3 separate regions of the Zea mays genome follow, and all the other regions are linked to region 3. A link is a contact called in public Hi-C data. All regions are on one chromosome and are shown on one strand. The core of a region is the stretch at or near the end of the contact, and the rest is flanking DNA. Distances in the headings are between cores, read along the strand shown. Region 1 holds the start of LOC100384732. Region 2 holds the start of LOC100280552. Region 3 has its middle 16 kb from the start of LOC100278091.

What was found. Hi-C and Micro-C count contacts between places; a contact is called where the count stands out from the background.
Region 1: a Hi-C map of bundle sheath shows a contact between it and region 3, with 2.0 times the contacts expected there. The contact joins the promoter of LOC100384732 here to the enhancer-like site in region 3. A contact is called at or near these places in 3 of 25 Hi-C or Micro-C datasets (bundle sheath, leaf and tassel).
Region 2: a Hi-C map of ear shows a contact between it and region 3, with 2.4 times the contacts expected there. The contact joins the promoter of LOC100280552 here to the enhancer-like site in region 3. A contact is called at or near these places in 2 of 25 Hi-C or Micro-C datasets (ear and leaf).

What each region holds. Positions count from the first base shown.
Region 1 is chr2:10,276,329-10,281,357 of Zm-B73-REFERENCE-NAM-5.0, forward strand. LOC100384732 reads left to right here and starts at 1,312. Exons shown (of 24, transcript XM_020547944.2): 1 at 1,312-1,552; 2 at 3,387-3,576; 3 at 3,856-3,927; 4 at 4,431-4,502; 5 at 4,587-4,658; 6 at 4,869-4,940. The coding sequence starts at 1,396. LOC118476282 (a long non-coding RNA gene) reads left to right here. Exons shown (of 3, transcript XR_004856135.1): 3 at 1-177.
Region 2 is chr2:9,880,422-9,885,031 of Zm-B73-REFERENCE-NAM-5.0, forward strand. It overlaps LOC100280552, which reads right to left and starts at 3,192. Exons shown (of 6, transcript NM_001153471.1): 1 at 3,030-3,192; 2 at 2,745-2,879; 3 at 2,591-2,656; 4 at 2,438-2,503; 5 at 2,019-2,279; 6 at 1,532-1,785. The coding sequence starts at 2,828. The coding sequence ends at 1,705. LOC103645931 (LRR receptor-like serine/threonine-protein kinase FLS2) reads left to right here. Exons shown (of 2, transcript XM_008670658.4): 1 at 1-289; 2 at 384-1,106. The coding sequence ends at 730.
Region 3 is chr2:10,047,888-10,052,913 of Zm-B73-REFERENCE-NAM-5.0, forward strand. No RefSeq gene overlaps it. Among protein-coding and RNA genes, the nearest start is that of LOC100278091, 16 kb to the left of the region's middle. Within about 2 kb of position 2,039, at least 20 of the 20 cell types and tissues checked have an H3K27ac peak or open chromatin away from gene starts, as enhancers often do. A contact at or near this core is called in bundle sheath, ear, leaf and 1 more, where this site is marked.

The sequences.
Region 1 (5,029 bases), core at 62-2,561, 230 kb after region 3:
GTTCCATGTTTGTGTTAAATGCCTTTTCTATCCAAATAGAACACACAATGGACACATGTAAGCAAATATATACTCCAATCTTTAGATTTTCATTGTTAAAACACTCTATTTGTTTAATGATGTTATTGTCAATTAAACTAGGATCAGTGGTCTTCTCTATAAAGGTATATGTTGATAGATGCCTTATTTTCATTTTTATTTATATTAATACCCTATATTATTTTTTGTTTTGGGGAATGAAGTGCATAGGAAATTTGTAATGTGGGCGATGATGCTTATCTTATTCTGTGGGATGCTCAAACTGGCATTGGCTCAATTAATTCGATGCTTGTCTTATTCTGTGAATTTTAATATATTTTATCATAATATGTTCTTCCGTAGCAACGCACGGGCATTTACCTAGTAAAAACTTGAAGAAAACTCAACTCCATGAATAGATCACTTGAATAAATCAGATTGTCTGTCTCTTTTAAGTGGGACCCTAAGTTGGTGACAACAATTATTCAACCTCTTTTTATCTAACTGTTGCAATTTACTGGAGGTAAATAAGAAACCAAATATTTTTTTACAACCTTGATTTTGTTGAAACCGAAGAAATAGTTTCATTAACAATGGGAAGAACAGATTAATTTTAACATTTTTGTGATTCTAGGCCACATATTACCAATATTTAATATAAAATAATATAATTTTATTTATAATACATATGAATTGCTATAAATTTTGGGCAGTATGATTTTGGGGTCGCACATCCCTAGGGACGCCCGTGATGATTAGGGGGCCTAATTCGGGGTCAACACTAAGGTATACAATGGTGTTTAATGTAGATGATTTTGAGGTGTTTAAATAGGCCATTTATAAAAAAAAATCATGGAAGTGTCTCTCTGTGAAGAGACGTCTCTAACTCGTAACCCAAGTAACAATAGATGCATCACTTCTGATTTTACGAATTCATCGTATCTGTATAAACATATTTACTTCTGTAATTATTAATAGGCTACATTTATAGATACTCTATTATATAATCTATTTCTTTTCGCAGCTGGAGGGAGGTAGTTGTTGGCCCGTTGCTGCAATACAACGCGTCCTGTCCCCTGTACGTAGACAGCAGTGGCGCCACTTGGTACCAGTTGCAACGTCCGGACGTCGAGTGAGCACGTGGCGGCCGGACGTGCTCACTCGATATCTTGCATGTGTGCAACTGTGCACCGAGCTGCGGCTGCGGGTTGCCCGGTCGAGTGAGACACGTCCTATTCAAAGACGACTCGTCGCCGTCGTCATCACCATCTCTCTCTAGTCTTTACAGCCTATCGGCCTCCGATCCGATAGGCCGGGTAGTCAATCCAGGCTCCGCTGCTCGAGCAGGCGGAGAGAGAAAGAAGAAGGGAGCTAACGATGCGGCCTGGATCGACCTCCAGACCTTCTCCGCGCCGGTGCCTCTATGTCTATGGCTCCGCCTCCGCGCTCCCGAAGCTGCTGCTGCTGCTTCTAGCTGCATCATCATCCGCGCAAGCCCAGCAAGCGGCGAGGATGAAGACCGATCCAGTCGAAGGTGAGTAGTGTCTCCAGTTCTTCTCTGGAATGGAATCAACCCAAAGGCTTTCGAACCAGCACGAATGATCGATCCGTTCGTCATGCTGGCCACCTTCATTTGGACACAGCAGTTCATCACGCTTCTTGCTCTGTCTGCCTTCTCTTGCTCCGAAGAAAGCTTTTAAATTTTCCATGCCATGGCGATTTTAGTCGGTCGTGGGTTTTCCTGCGGGTTGCCGTGCAAGCAACCCCCCGCTAGGTTTACACTTACTAGTTGCAAACGTGATGATGTCTTCCTCTGCTACCTCTGGCTGGCTGGTGCCTGGTTGTTCCAAATATCTAGCAGGTATTAGAAGGTAAACCACGGCAGCCTTATTTTGGCCTTTTGACCGCCTGGCTCCTGCACACCAACAAAATTCTTAGGGGTGAAAACGGGACAGTATTACTCGGCGGGTACCGGATACGGATACGGATACTAGAAATACTCGATTTTTCGGGTACCGGATACGGGTATTTTTGTACACGGGGCGGATACGGATAGTAACCGGATAGACATTAGCCGGATACAGATAGGATACGGGATGACTACTACCCGGCAAATACCCGAGAAGTCCGGGTAGGATACGGGTACCCGGTTAGCGGGTACCCGACTAGGGGTAAAAACGGGATATTAGGTCGGATATTAGGTCGTCTCGTATCCTACTCTAATACAATTTTACCGGATACATGATCGGATACGGATAGTGAAAATCCGGGACGGATACAGGACGTGATCGGGTAATAACTAGGGCGGATAAGAAACGGATATCGGATAATACCCGGATAGATAACGGATATTAGTCGGATAATCCACCGTGATGATATTAGTTGCCCAACCGTGAAACAAACGAATAAAATAAGAAATACATAATTATGTATATGATAACTTAAATATAGAAAAATACTGACAAAACTGACAACATACAATTCAAAGTTACTAATCACAAATTTATTATAGAACCAAAAACACGATTTCAAAAAATCAGCAATATATCCCCTTTTAGGTATAATCCACAAGTATATAACAAATATTAGATAGTTCACACAATTTCATTATAGAACCAACAAAATAATTTTAAAAAATCAGCAGCATCCCTCTTTTAGACAATAACCACAAGTCCCTCTTTTAAGCATAGCCATGTGTGGTGGACTGGCGGCTGAGGCTCTCACAAGGCTTCACGATCATGGTCTCATGGACAAATGCAGTGATGCACTCACGTATGGGTCAGTGGCCACGAGCCCACGTCCCCACAAGTTGACGAGATCAGTGGATCACAATTAGTAGACACACTCCGTCACTTTGGCCTCTAGGCCTTGCGGCAGCCAGGCGCCCACGTCACGCCCAGACATGTTAATGGGCTGACTAGTGTTGGGCTTGTAACTGCGATAGCTCGGCACTGTAGTCGGGTACCCGCTAACCGGGTACCCGTATCCTACCCGGACTTCTCGGGTATTTGCCGGGTAGTAGTCATCCCGTATCCTATCCGTATCCGACTAATGTCTATCCGGGTACTATCCGTATCCGACTCGTATACAAAAATACCCGTATCCGGTACCCGAAAAATCGAGTATTTCTAGTATCCGTATCCGGTACCCGCCGGGTAATCCTGTCCCGTTTTCACCCCTACTCACAACCACAGTCCACAACCGCCTGCTTGGCTATTGGCTTTGGCCGGTTCCGCGATGTCAGCGTGTGCGCTGATTCCTGGCCGTCCGATCACCGCGGGGCCATCGGACGGCCGGGGAGCAGGGGCCGCTCTGTTTCGGCTGCGGCTGCGACAGCTAATGTGAGGTGTCAACCCGTTTTTTTGAAGCGGCGGCGGTGAACGCGGTGTTCGCCAAGCTCCGCCAGACAGCGTCGTCGGAATGGAACATCAGCGGCGACCCCTGCACCGGCATCGCCACGGACGGCACCGTCATCGAAGACAACGGCAACTTCAACCCGGGCATCAAGTGCGAGTGCTCCGACCAGAACAACATCACCGTCTGCCACGTCACCAAGCTGTAAGTGCTTGTGCTCCTCTCTAGACGCGCGCCAGGTGCTCGATGAAATGCTCGCCTTAGCCTTGGCCGCTCGCGTTGGGCCTGTCGCATGCCGTGAATGCGCATATCTTTCCACCTTTTGCGAATGAACACTGGTCTCTGCAAAAGCCAAATACTTGTTGGAGGTTTCGATTCGTGCGTGTTGTTGGGTTTCTATCTGACGAACAGCGGTCATGGCTGAGGCTGACTTGAGATGGCATGAGCTGATGCCTGATGGGTACTTTTGTGTTGCCAATGTAGGAAGATATACGCGCTCAATGCCGTTGGCCCCATACCACAGGAACTGCAGAATCTTACGCGCTTGATCAATCTGTATGTGCTCTTAGCCTCTTAACTTTCTTGCATGAAATTGTCTGGGAACCAAAACATCTATCTCTATCTCAAGCGCCCTATTGTTAAAACTGTTCACTCGTGGTTGATTGGAATGTATATAACCTGCCTGATGCGTGTCGCATAATTTTATGCTCCCATTTTCTCGTTGTCCATTATGGATTTCGCAGATTGTAGATCTCATACTACCACCTTAGTATTTCTCTAGCATGACATTTCTGATAGAGATTAGTACAGACTTCCTTTGACGATTGCCGTTAACTGTCATTGTGTCTGATATTCCTCATAAGCTTTGGCAGTAACTTAAGATGATATGAGTTCACAGTGGTCCAATATACTCTTCAGGTTATTGGCTGCTTAATGAAAAACGGGCCAAGCCAGACAACAGAAAAACTCCCAGATTCAGATATGATATGAATAATAATACCTCATGGAGTAATGATCCGATCTCCTTTCCAATGATATCTGATCTGATGTTGTTTCAGGGATTTAAGCAAGAATTACTTAACAGGTTCTTTGCCATCTTTCCTCGGGAATTTGACTGCTATGCAGTACATGTGAGATTTACAACATAAAATATTACCCCGTTACATATTTTACTTAACATCAAAACTTAAACTTTCCCTCTTTGAAAATACAAGGACTTTGGGCACCAATGCATTGTCTGGATCTGTTCCAAAGGAGCTTGGGAACCTTGTGAATCTTGTATCTCTGTAAGAATTTTTTTGTTAATATCATGGCACTATTCCATCAGAATCACCTCTATATTTCGAATCATAAATACTAGAGATATATGTTTCATGCCTTCGTTCCTTCAAATAATTAGCTTCTGCTAGGAAAGGTAGCTAGAAACCATGCTTCAAGAATAAATATTTGAGTTTTCAATTTTTTTGACCAACCTGGATTATTTTGCTATTTTTCAGAGGCTTTGGCTCGAACTACTTAAATGGCCCCCTTCCTTGGGAGTTGGGAAACCTGGCAAAACTGGAGCAATTGTGCGTCTAGAATCTTCACTAATTTTGGGCATTCCGTACATTTTATTCTTTTCATTTTGAGACAAGCCAATTTTACAGCTGTTAACGAC
Region 2 (4,610 bases), core at 1,942-4,441, 170 kb before region 3:
GACGGCGCGATACACGGCCCGGGGAGGGACGCGCAGCGGTGGACGGTCCCGGAGCGGCTGCGCGCGTGCGTCTCGGTGGCGCACGGACTGGCGTACCTGCACACCGGGTACGACTTTCCCATCGTGCACTGCGACGTCAAGCCGTCGAACGTTCTCCTCGACAGCGACTGGGAGGCGCGCGTCAGCGACTTCGGCACTGCGAGGATGCTGGGCGTCCATCTGACGGACGCCGCCGCGCAGTCGGCGACGTCGTCGGCGTTCAGGGGCACCATCGGGTACATGGCGCCAGGTAATCTACATGGTGCTCTAGCACCAATTCTGCAAATTTCTTGGCACTTCTGCAAGAAAACGTTTTTATCTGTCTGTACAATCCAATCACGCAGAATTCGCGTACATGAGGACGGTCTCGGCGAAGGTGGACGTGTTCAGCTTCGGCGTCTTGATGATGGAACTGTTCACCAAGCGACGCCCGACCGGGATGATCGAGGAGGAGGGCGTGCCACTGACACTGCAGCAGTATGTGGACAACGCGATCTCGAGGGGCCTCGACGGGGTGCTCGACGTCCTGGACCCCGACCTGAAGGTGGTCACCGAGGGCGACCTGTCCACGGTGGCGGACGTGCTGAGCCTGGCCCTGTCGTGCGCCGCGTCCGATCCGGCGGACCGGCCTGACATGGACAGCGTGCTTTCAGCCTTGCTGAAGATGAGCAAGGTCTGTGGAAGAGACTAGATGCCTGCTGCAAAAACGCGAACTGAAATTCGTGCTGCAAGATCTGTTCAAGCAAAGGGAGAACCCTGCTTCTGATGAGTACCACCCGGACGCCGGACGGGACGCCAAAGTGTCATAGATTCGGGCTGCTCCTGTTTGCACGTGTAATGAGTTCAATCTGTTCAGAGCCAGCATGGAGCTAGATTCCAGGCTATAGTGACTTTTATGTGCCCTATGAATGGTTCGCTGAAACCAGTCTAGCCCATGCTGCCTGACGGAATGGGCCTGAAGTGGTAGTACTGTAGGCCTTTTGACTGTTGATTTTCTTTGCCGCAACATACCTGCATACGCAGAAGAATGGAAGCTGAAAGATTTGGCCAAGTTGTGGGGGAGGATATATTATTCATCTCATTGGATTGGATGCAAACAACAGTGTCCATCAATCACATCAGACATGATAATGTGAATTCTAGTCCCAACGCAGATGTCTCTCAAATTTACAGCAATGGCTTATTGGTGGGGAGAAGGAATAATGTCCCTGAAAACACTCTCTCATGTTGTGGCTAGCAAATCATGTATATGCAAAACACTATTTATACTCTACATTATACTGTACATTATATTATTTATATATTTGATGTAAAAGAGGGTCACAACTATAAGTTAATTACGCCTCCATCAGAACGCGGGAGTTAAAGGTAGATGCGATCAATCTAACAAGTAGTAGCATACTGCTGCACAGATAAATTCAGACGCCACCTGTCAGCCTTTGCATGAACATGGAGGAGAATTGGACGGTAAGATTCAGATAGCAAAATGAGCAGCATCACAATCACAACGTTTTATTTAATAACACAACTAGCTAGCTAGTTAACTAGTACTACACATTCATGGAATTCTCTCAGGTGAACCATGCTGCAGGTCCCAAACTGAACGATCTCTTCCGAGTTCAAGGCTGCACGCCTGCCGTGTCAAATTTTGTCATTAGGAGCACATCACTCCATGAAGTTATACGAGGAACTCCCAGAAATCCATCCAGTGTTGTGGCTCGTGTTGGGTAGGCCACCCCTCTGTTCCTGAATCAGAGGTAAACTTCTCATAAGGCGTGATGAGTAGCTAGCACCGTTCAGGTAAAAGCTGACAGTGTTGGCATTTGAACTGTATATCCCTGATCTAGCAGCTTAAATTTTCATCTTTCCCCACAAAGAAAAATCTTAAATCTTGAAATGCGTGAAATACGAGAAAAGAAGAATAAAGACAAGAAAAGGTTAAAATTAACTTTGATATCTATAATGTTTGAACATATTACCGGTGTATAAAGTTGCAATTTCGGCGGCCTGAGAAAGTTCTGAGGCGGCTCAGAAGAGTGCAAGTTCTGCATCTGGCTCAAGAAATCCGACTCGACGTTAGATTGTCGCTGGGGGTTGGCTTGAGTTATCTGAAATTGCCGGTGCTGCTGGCCGGATGGGCGCAATGGAGGCAACTGGGCAGGGTCAGCCGTGATGTAATGCATGTATTGCTGCAGCTCAAGAGGAACCACTGGTGACATTCCCTTCCCCATGACCAGCATCTGTGTGCATATATGACAATGTGATGATCTACTATAGCACCCATAATATCTGGAGGCTGAATAAATAAAACAGGAAAGGATGCAGGAGAGAAAGATAAAAATAAATAAATGTCTAGTGTAACCAACAATTGTGTATCTGATATGATTTCATTCAGTACCTGAAGCTGTAGCTGAAGGGATTTTAGGTAGTCGATTGCTTCGTCTAGCATCGAAACTTTGTCGGTCTGAAACAAGCTATTCTGAGATCAAACGAAAAAGAGAACAGCAGAAGGGGTATGGTCGGATTAAAATTAAGACGCAATGCATGTTACCTTGTTGCAGTTTGGAAGAAGCTCCTGTAATGCTTTCAGCTTCTCGTTGATCTTATCCCTTCTCCTCTACAAATGTTCCAAGCAAAAGAGATCAAATGCCGGTAACTGGTCATGATCCGTCCATACAAAATATGCATGATGCATAACAACCTACCCTTTCTGAAAAATTGTGGAACTCGGCAGATCTGCTTCTGCGGGTGGGTGGAGTAGACCGTCTTGGAGCACTGCCATCTTCCATGAGCTCTTGAGGCTTGACAAAGTTGCTCACCAGCTTTCTAACAACAAGATACTAAATGTGTCTAAGAGCTAAGAACTTGATTCTGAGCAAGAATGATGATTAAACTTTCTTTAAAAAAATCGAAAGGGAGATGATCAAACTTTCTGAAACGCATATGAAAAGCAACGGCTGAAAGCTATATTTCCTCCTTGCAATGCATACCGTTGTTTGCAGTGACTGCCTTCTACTTGGCTCCCTCAATGGCCTCCTCCTCTTATGAATCGATTGATACTTGCGTGTCTACTCTAACTGGTCCAGACCTAGGCTAGCCTAGAAATGGAAGAGCATGAGAGCTTTCTAGATAACCTGATGGCCTGGTCCGTTCGACCCACCAACCTTTAGCCCTGCACAGTATTTATGCCACCTGATTTCTATAAGCTTTCGCGTCATGGCAGGACTGGGTGACTGTACCCATATCCTTATCTTCCATCGGCCTTAGAATTTCCTGTTTGGACTGTAACCCGATACCATGTACCCGAGTCTCTGGCAGTAGCAAGCAAGCCTACGGTTATATGTAGCATATGCCCATTTGCATTTCGGATTTGTCCAGTACCCTCACCTACCTTCCCAGGGAATGGCTCAAACTTTTCCTTTGAGCAAGGAATGGCTGAAACTTGACGCGCAAATAAAAGAAACGAGAGACACTGAAAATAAAATTAGTTAGTGGAGAAAATGGTAGCTGGAAACACAGTGTACCACTTGCGCGAGAGCGGGAGGAATCTGAACCACACAAACCGACAAACTATAGGAGAATAAACAACTTGGGGATCGGAACTTTGGAATAACTCGCCGTTACTAAATTCCGCAGGATGATTGTGCAGCGTAGCAGGGTAGCAGGAAGCACGGGTGGCTTGTTTGATTGGTGATCTCGCAGGCAAATGCGAGCCAGGCAAGTATGCATGGAATGTTCTCAAAATACCTATGATGACTTCCCTTTGCTCTCTCTCTCTCTCTCTCTCTCTCTCTCTCTCTCTCTCTCTCTCTCTCTCTCTCTCTCTCTCTCTCTCTCTCTCTCTCTCTCTCTCTCTCTCTCTCTCTCTCTCTCTCTCTCTCTCTCTCTCTCTCTCAGTCTGACTTGCGCTTGAGCTGGGTTCAGGTTTGATTTGACTGGTTTGACTGACTAAGGGGGTGTTTGGTTGCTGCTGCTAAAGTTTAGCCCGGGTCACATCAAGCATTTGACTTTTAAATAGGAGTATGAAATATAGACCCAACCAACTGGACTAGATTCGTCTCGTCTTTTAATCTTTGGCTGACAAATTAGTTTTATAATCCGACTACATTTAATATCCGGAACGGAGGTTCAAACATTCGATATGACATGGGCTAAATTTTAGTTTGGGGTAACCAAACACCCCCTAAACCAACAACAAATTGCATGTCTAGATCAGCTATTCCTCTGTGTAATAGACTTAAACGCGAGTACGCGACACATACAAATCAAGTTAGTTCGGTGCTGACGACCGAACATGCTGTGTGCTCACTGCTCAGCGCTCTGCTCGGCAGACCAGAGACGCAGGCAGCAGGCACACAGCCCTAGCTGGCTAGCTGGCCAGCTCCCCGCGGCGGAGCCTGCGCGTGCGGTGCCTCGGATGCCACGCGGCGCACGCAGGCATGCTGCACTCCTCGCCCAGTCGCCCGCTGCACATCGTCGCTGCCTTCGGATGCCGCCTCTCGCGGAGCCGAGTCACAGCACGCGCGGCTAGGGATTGGGTGGGATTGGGAATTTTTTCGGAGCAACGCGAA
Region 3 (5,026 bases), core at 789-3,288:
CGGGCGATCAGATTTTTGGGGAGCGTCTTCGCGACTGCTCGCGTGATCGTCCACAGCTTGCTGTTCGTCGCCTTCCCAAGTTGACGCGTGCTGCTGTTCTTCTTCCCGGCGACCGTTCGAGGGACTGCACTGCGTACATCTTCCTGCACCGACTTCGTACGGCTACATCGAACAAACACACGAGATGTCTCGTGTGAATGGAGCCACTGGTGCCTTGAGCATCGGTCCCTCCGCTGGGTACACTCTGTTCTTCGTATTTATGCATGTTTCATTGCTGTTTACTGCTTATGCGAGTAGTTATACACACATGCACATACATGTCATCACATATATCGCACCGATTATCTGGATTAAATTAAAACTAAAAATGCCTAACTTTCTAACATTTTTTCGTGTGGAAGTGTATGTTGTTTGGAGAAAAAAATTGTACATCCCGTTTCAAACATCTTCTTTTACAGCCTCTCGCATCCACCACTTGAAAGCCCACAAAAAAATAATCAAAATTTGCAACTTAACCTTTTAATAATTTATTTTTATATTTCTATAGACTATCATGTATAGATGTGAGCCGGTGTAAAAGAGATTTTTTGCATCCCAGCTGAAAAGGATTTTTTCCCCTTGTTGATTGCCCCCGTACGTACGTGGAGGGGTGCCAGGGATGGCTGGAGCTAGCAGCTATGGCTAGCTGCACCGGCAACGGCATTTATTTGCAGCGGAGTCCGCCGGATCGCGGCCCGAATTATTATTGCGCGCGCGCACCTACACGATCTACATCTCCCATATCAGCATGATATCGTCGTCTTGCTTGCATTGGATGGGTCGTCTCGTCCGCCGGCGGTCCAGTCCACGCCGTGGCCTGTGTGCGTGTGATGCATGGCTCGGCCTCGGCTCGTACTACGTACGTCTTCTTGTACGCTTGCGTCGCGTGTGGGTCCGCCAGTGAGCTGTCTATCTATCTAGTATCTCCGTTCTCCATGCACGCACACGTACGCCCGCACGCGGAGATCAGAGAGGCAGAGCTAGCGACCACCTCTGACGACGTCGTCTCAAAGAAGCCTGGACAGCGGCAGCAGGCAACGAGAGTGAGCGAGAGACCGCCCTGACGGGCTGGTGTTTCGTCTGGAACTGGGATAGGGAGGAGAAAGAGAAGGAGAAGGAGAAGAAGAAAGAACCGACGGTCGCGCGGAGCAGCAAAACCGGTCGCTCTCGCGCGCGCTGCAGCGGGCTCGATCGCGTAGTATAGTCGTCGGCGCGCGCCCGCCTACTCCCCCGATACGACGCGAGCATTTAAGCGCGCGCTCTCCGTCCGAGTCGCGCGACGACGACGCGATCGATCGAGCCTGCTTCCAGCTTCCTGCTTCTCCTTCCCGACCTCATTGATGAGGGTGATGTGCGGGGGACGGCGACGGGAGTTAATGACGAGAGCAGAGGGCGCATGCAGAAAGAAGAAGCTCTCAACGCGAGCCATGGCAATAAATGGGCGCCGGTGACCGTCCGTCGGGCGCGCGAACCATGCACGTCGCTGTCGGGTTTAGGTGCCAACGCCCGCCACTCGTGGCTTCGGTCTGCCGGCCGTCTCCTCAATCCTCCACACAGGCACAGCGAGTGGCCGCTGTACGGAGCACGTGAATAACAACAAAACAAAACAAACAGGTTTGGGGTGGATTGGATGGGACAAGCAGGACGATCAGCAGATAGTATAGCCTGAAATCCACGCCGGCGGGCGTGGAGCCCATGCACATGCACCGCGCCGGAATCGGTCGTTTGCCCTGCCGTGCGGCCGGGGCGGATGCCTCGAGGCATCAGCAGGGGCCGGCAACATTTCACATCATGCAGCAATGCAGCTGCAGCTGCAGCCTGCAGGTATTCTTTTCTTCGAGTTGGAGGGACAGTACCGAGAAGCGGCACGTGAAGAAAGGGCAAGCGCACAGCAATCACGCGTTGCGTGTGCTTGTTGGACTGCCATCCACTTACTGATGGGCCTCGTCAAGTATGGGGATGGACAATACTTGGGCTGGGCCGAAGGCAATCCCACAATAGTCTACAGCACCACCTCTCGCTCCCAAAAAAAAAACAGAGAGTAAACATTGGCGTGGGTATGGCCCATGTGGTCTCTGCCTCCACTTCTGATCATGCTGTGGTCTTCTGGTTTTGCATATATGGTGCTAACACCGTCTGTTCACTAAATTTCATACTTAAAAAAATATTTTATGTATTTTACAGTATACTCTAAAAGATTTGTTTCTCTATAACTTTACCGTCTCCCGCAGCATCCTCTAAAATTTAGCCTCTATATATCATTCTCCTTATTACACCAACTTAGTTAACAGAATAAAATATTTTACTAAACGCCTCCAAACATTCCCTACCGTAATTTTTTTTCTTTCTTAACCTGGGCACTTTCTCTATTCATTGCGGGGTCACCTCCTAGTAGCAGCATGCATCTGCTAGTTCAGCTCATGTGTATAGGCGTCATACAGGCGTTTCCACTGAGGATAGACGTCCTGCCCTTCTCTGTTAGCTCCGCAGCTATTTTGGCGTCAACGGCAACCGAAGACTGTTTGTAATAAGGCTAAAGAGAACAGGAGTAATCTTTAATTTTTTTCATGGGCTTATAATTAGCATCACCATCTGTTATAAAATTGTAGGCTGTTTTAGGTTTCCTAGGTACCCGTAGCTTCTGCTTTTTTCGTCGAGATAACGACTTGTGAGCGATACCCGGTGCCTTTTTTTTTTCGTCGGTAGATAAGAACACTGGGCGTGGCAAGACGAGTGTCGTGTGAATCGGGTTTCCTCCTCTCTCTCTCTCTCTCTCTCTCTCTCTCTCTCTCTCTCTCTCTCTCTCTCTCTCTCTCTCTCTCCATCCAAGCGGAAGGCGGTATAGATAAAACGATCTGTTTTCGATTGGAATTTTGTGACTGGGACGAACTTGCCCCCTGAAAATGACGCGTTCGGATCAGGCTCGAAGAGTCCCGAGGGGACGTGTCAAATCAGAGGGAGCCCGTGAAGTCAAACACTCGAGCCTTATTTGGGAATATAAGATCTATTCCTGATGGAGCCATGCACCACCAGTTCAGGTACTGTACACACTAAACCAGCTAGTTCGCTTATTAGGTGATCGTGACTGATCCAAACAAGGATAGGCAACGATATATAGAATCCTCCAAACACATGTTTCATTTACGCAGTCAGCCGAAAGATGTTACCATGTCTAATCGGGGTACTGAAATACATGTTTACGAAAATGCATGGTCATCTATATATGCATACTCTTCCACGTCACATCTAAAATATTAATTGAAAATGCTACAGTCATTTAGATATTTATAATAGACTTATTTGATGTTGGAGTCAGCGTTAAGAGCGGCCTCGGTCTTGGCCATGTATCTTGTTTCCATGCCACCCAGGTGGTGGAATCGACCCCGTTCAGATCAGGCTCTGGCTCTCACATTCTTTAAACAGGATTTCTCGTGACTGAAAATCTGTCTGTATCCGAAGCATTTGGATGGGACATGTCAGCAGGTGTTGTAGTAGCTAGTACGTACCACTCGCTAGCTAGCTAGTCGGCACGTAAAACATTTTGGGGTTGACCCCAGTTGGGCAAGCCAAACCCCAAACACTTGTACTACCTATAGGTGTGTGACCGGACAGGTTAGGCGTGGACAGCCAGAACCCCGGCCGTGGCACTGGCATCGTCCTTTGTCAGTCAACGCTCGTGGCGCGACCGAGACCGAGCCCGAGCCCGGCGGCCGTCCACTCATCGCAATCATTGGCCCACGCGTTCTATTTAACTCGCTCGGCTTGTGAATTTTTATCCATGGTTCGTTTTACCACGGCAACAAATCCGTGTGAACCTTACTACCTCAAAGAAACGAGATATGTCTGCCGGTGACTTCCATCTTCTTCAAGACCTGGTGGCTCGTCATTCCTAGTCGACTACGACCCATTTATCACCTCCATAATGACGCGGCGGAGCTAGGATTAGGGCATAGAAAAGAGACCAAGCAATCATTAAAATATTAGAAGGTGAAAAGATATTGTAGGATATATATATACACATGTGTATACTAATTTACGTATAGCATAGATAATAAATCAGTGAAAAGGGCTTGCACCATATAACTATATTTTAATTAAATCTAACATAGATCACAATAATTTGTTTTTACCATGATCGACCAAATTAAAAGCTTCGATTATATCATGGGAGTTGATCATAGCTATCAATTCTATATCACTATAGATGATCAAGTAACTTCACATAAAATCATCTCCCAATTTATTTTAGTATATGTGTTTTGGTAATTTTTATAGCTAAATGGCTTTTTTAGTGGTTGCAGTTGAGACTAAAAGAGTGAACATTAATCTTAATAAGCCGCAAACCATTTGATACATGGCATTTTTACACAATTTAACAAGACTTTTTTTTTATCAAATCAGCAAGTGATTGTAATGTATTTGACTCTAGACGGTTCTATAGTCAAGGTGAAGCACCAAATTTGTTACGCACATAGTAATTATACGGCGACAACTTTGAATTGAAATTTATTGCTTTTATTATTAGCGACAAATTTTGTTGCCTAAAAAATGCGACAAATTATTACTTGGATAGAGAAATTTATTTTGACCAAATAAAATCTATATTTTATATATTGTGTGTATAAATATATAAACGCTCCAGGAGAGTTAGGGGGGCAAGGCCCTACCCTGGCTCTAACATGTGACTAATATTATGCTCAAGCCTTTGGTTGGTCCACCATCTGGCAAAATTTAAACTTAATTCCATATAGTTCAGATTGAGAGGGATGTTAAAGATAGGAGGTTATATATATATATATATATATATATATATATATATATATATATATATATATATTAAAGATAAAATGTTTTATATAGTAGGAAATGAGCATGCCCCTTGATTTTGTTAGGCTTTGAGATGCGCGAAGTGATCTTGACACAAACTTGAGGTAAGGCTTCTAATCTCGATATTATTATTATCTATCATGAAAATTATCCTTATGCA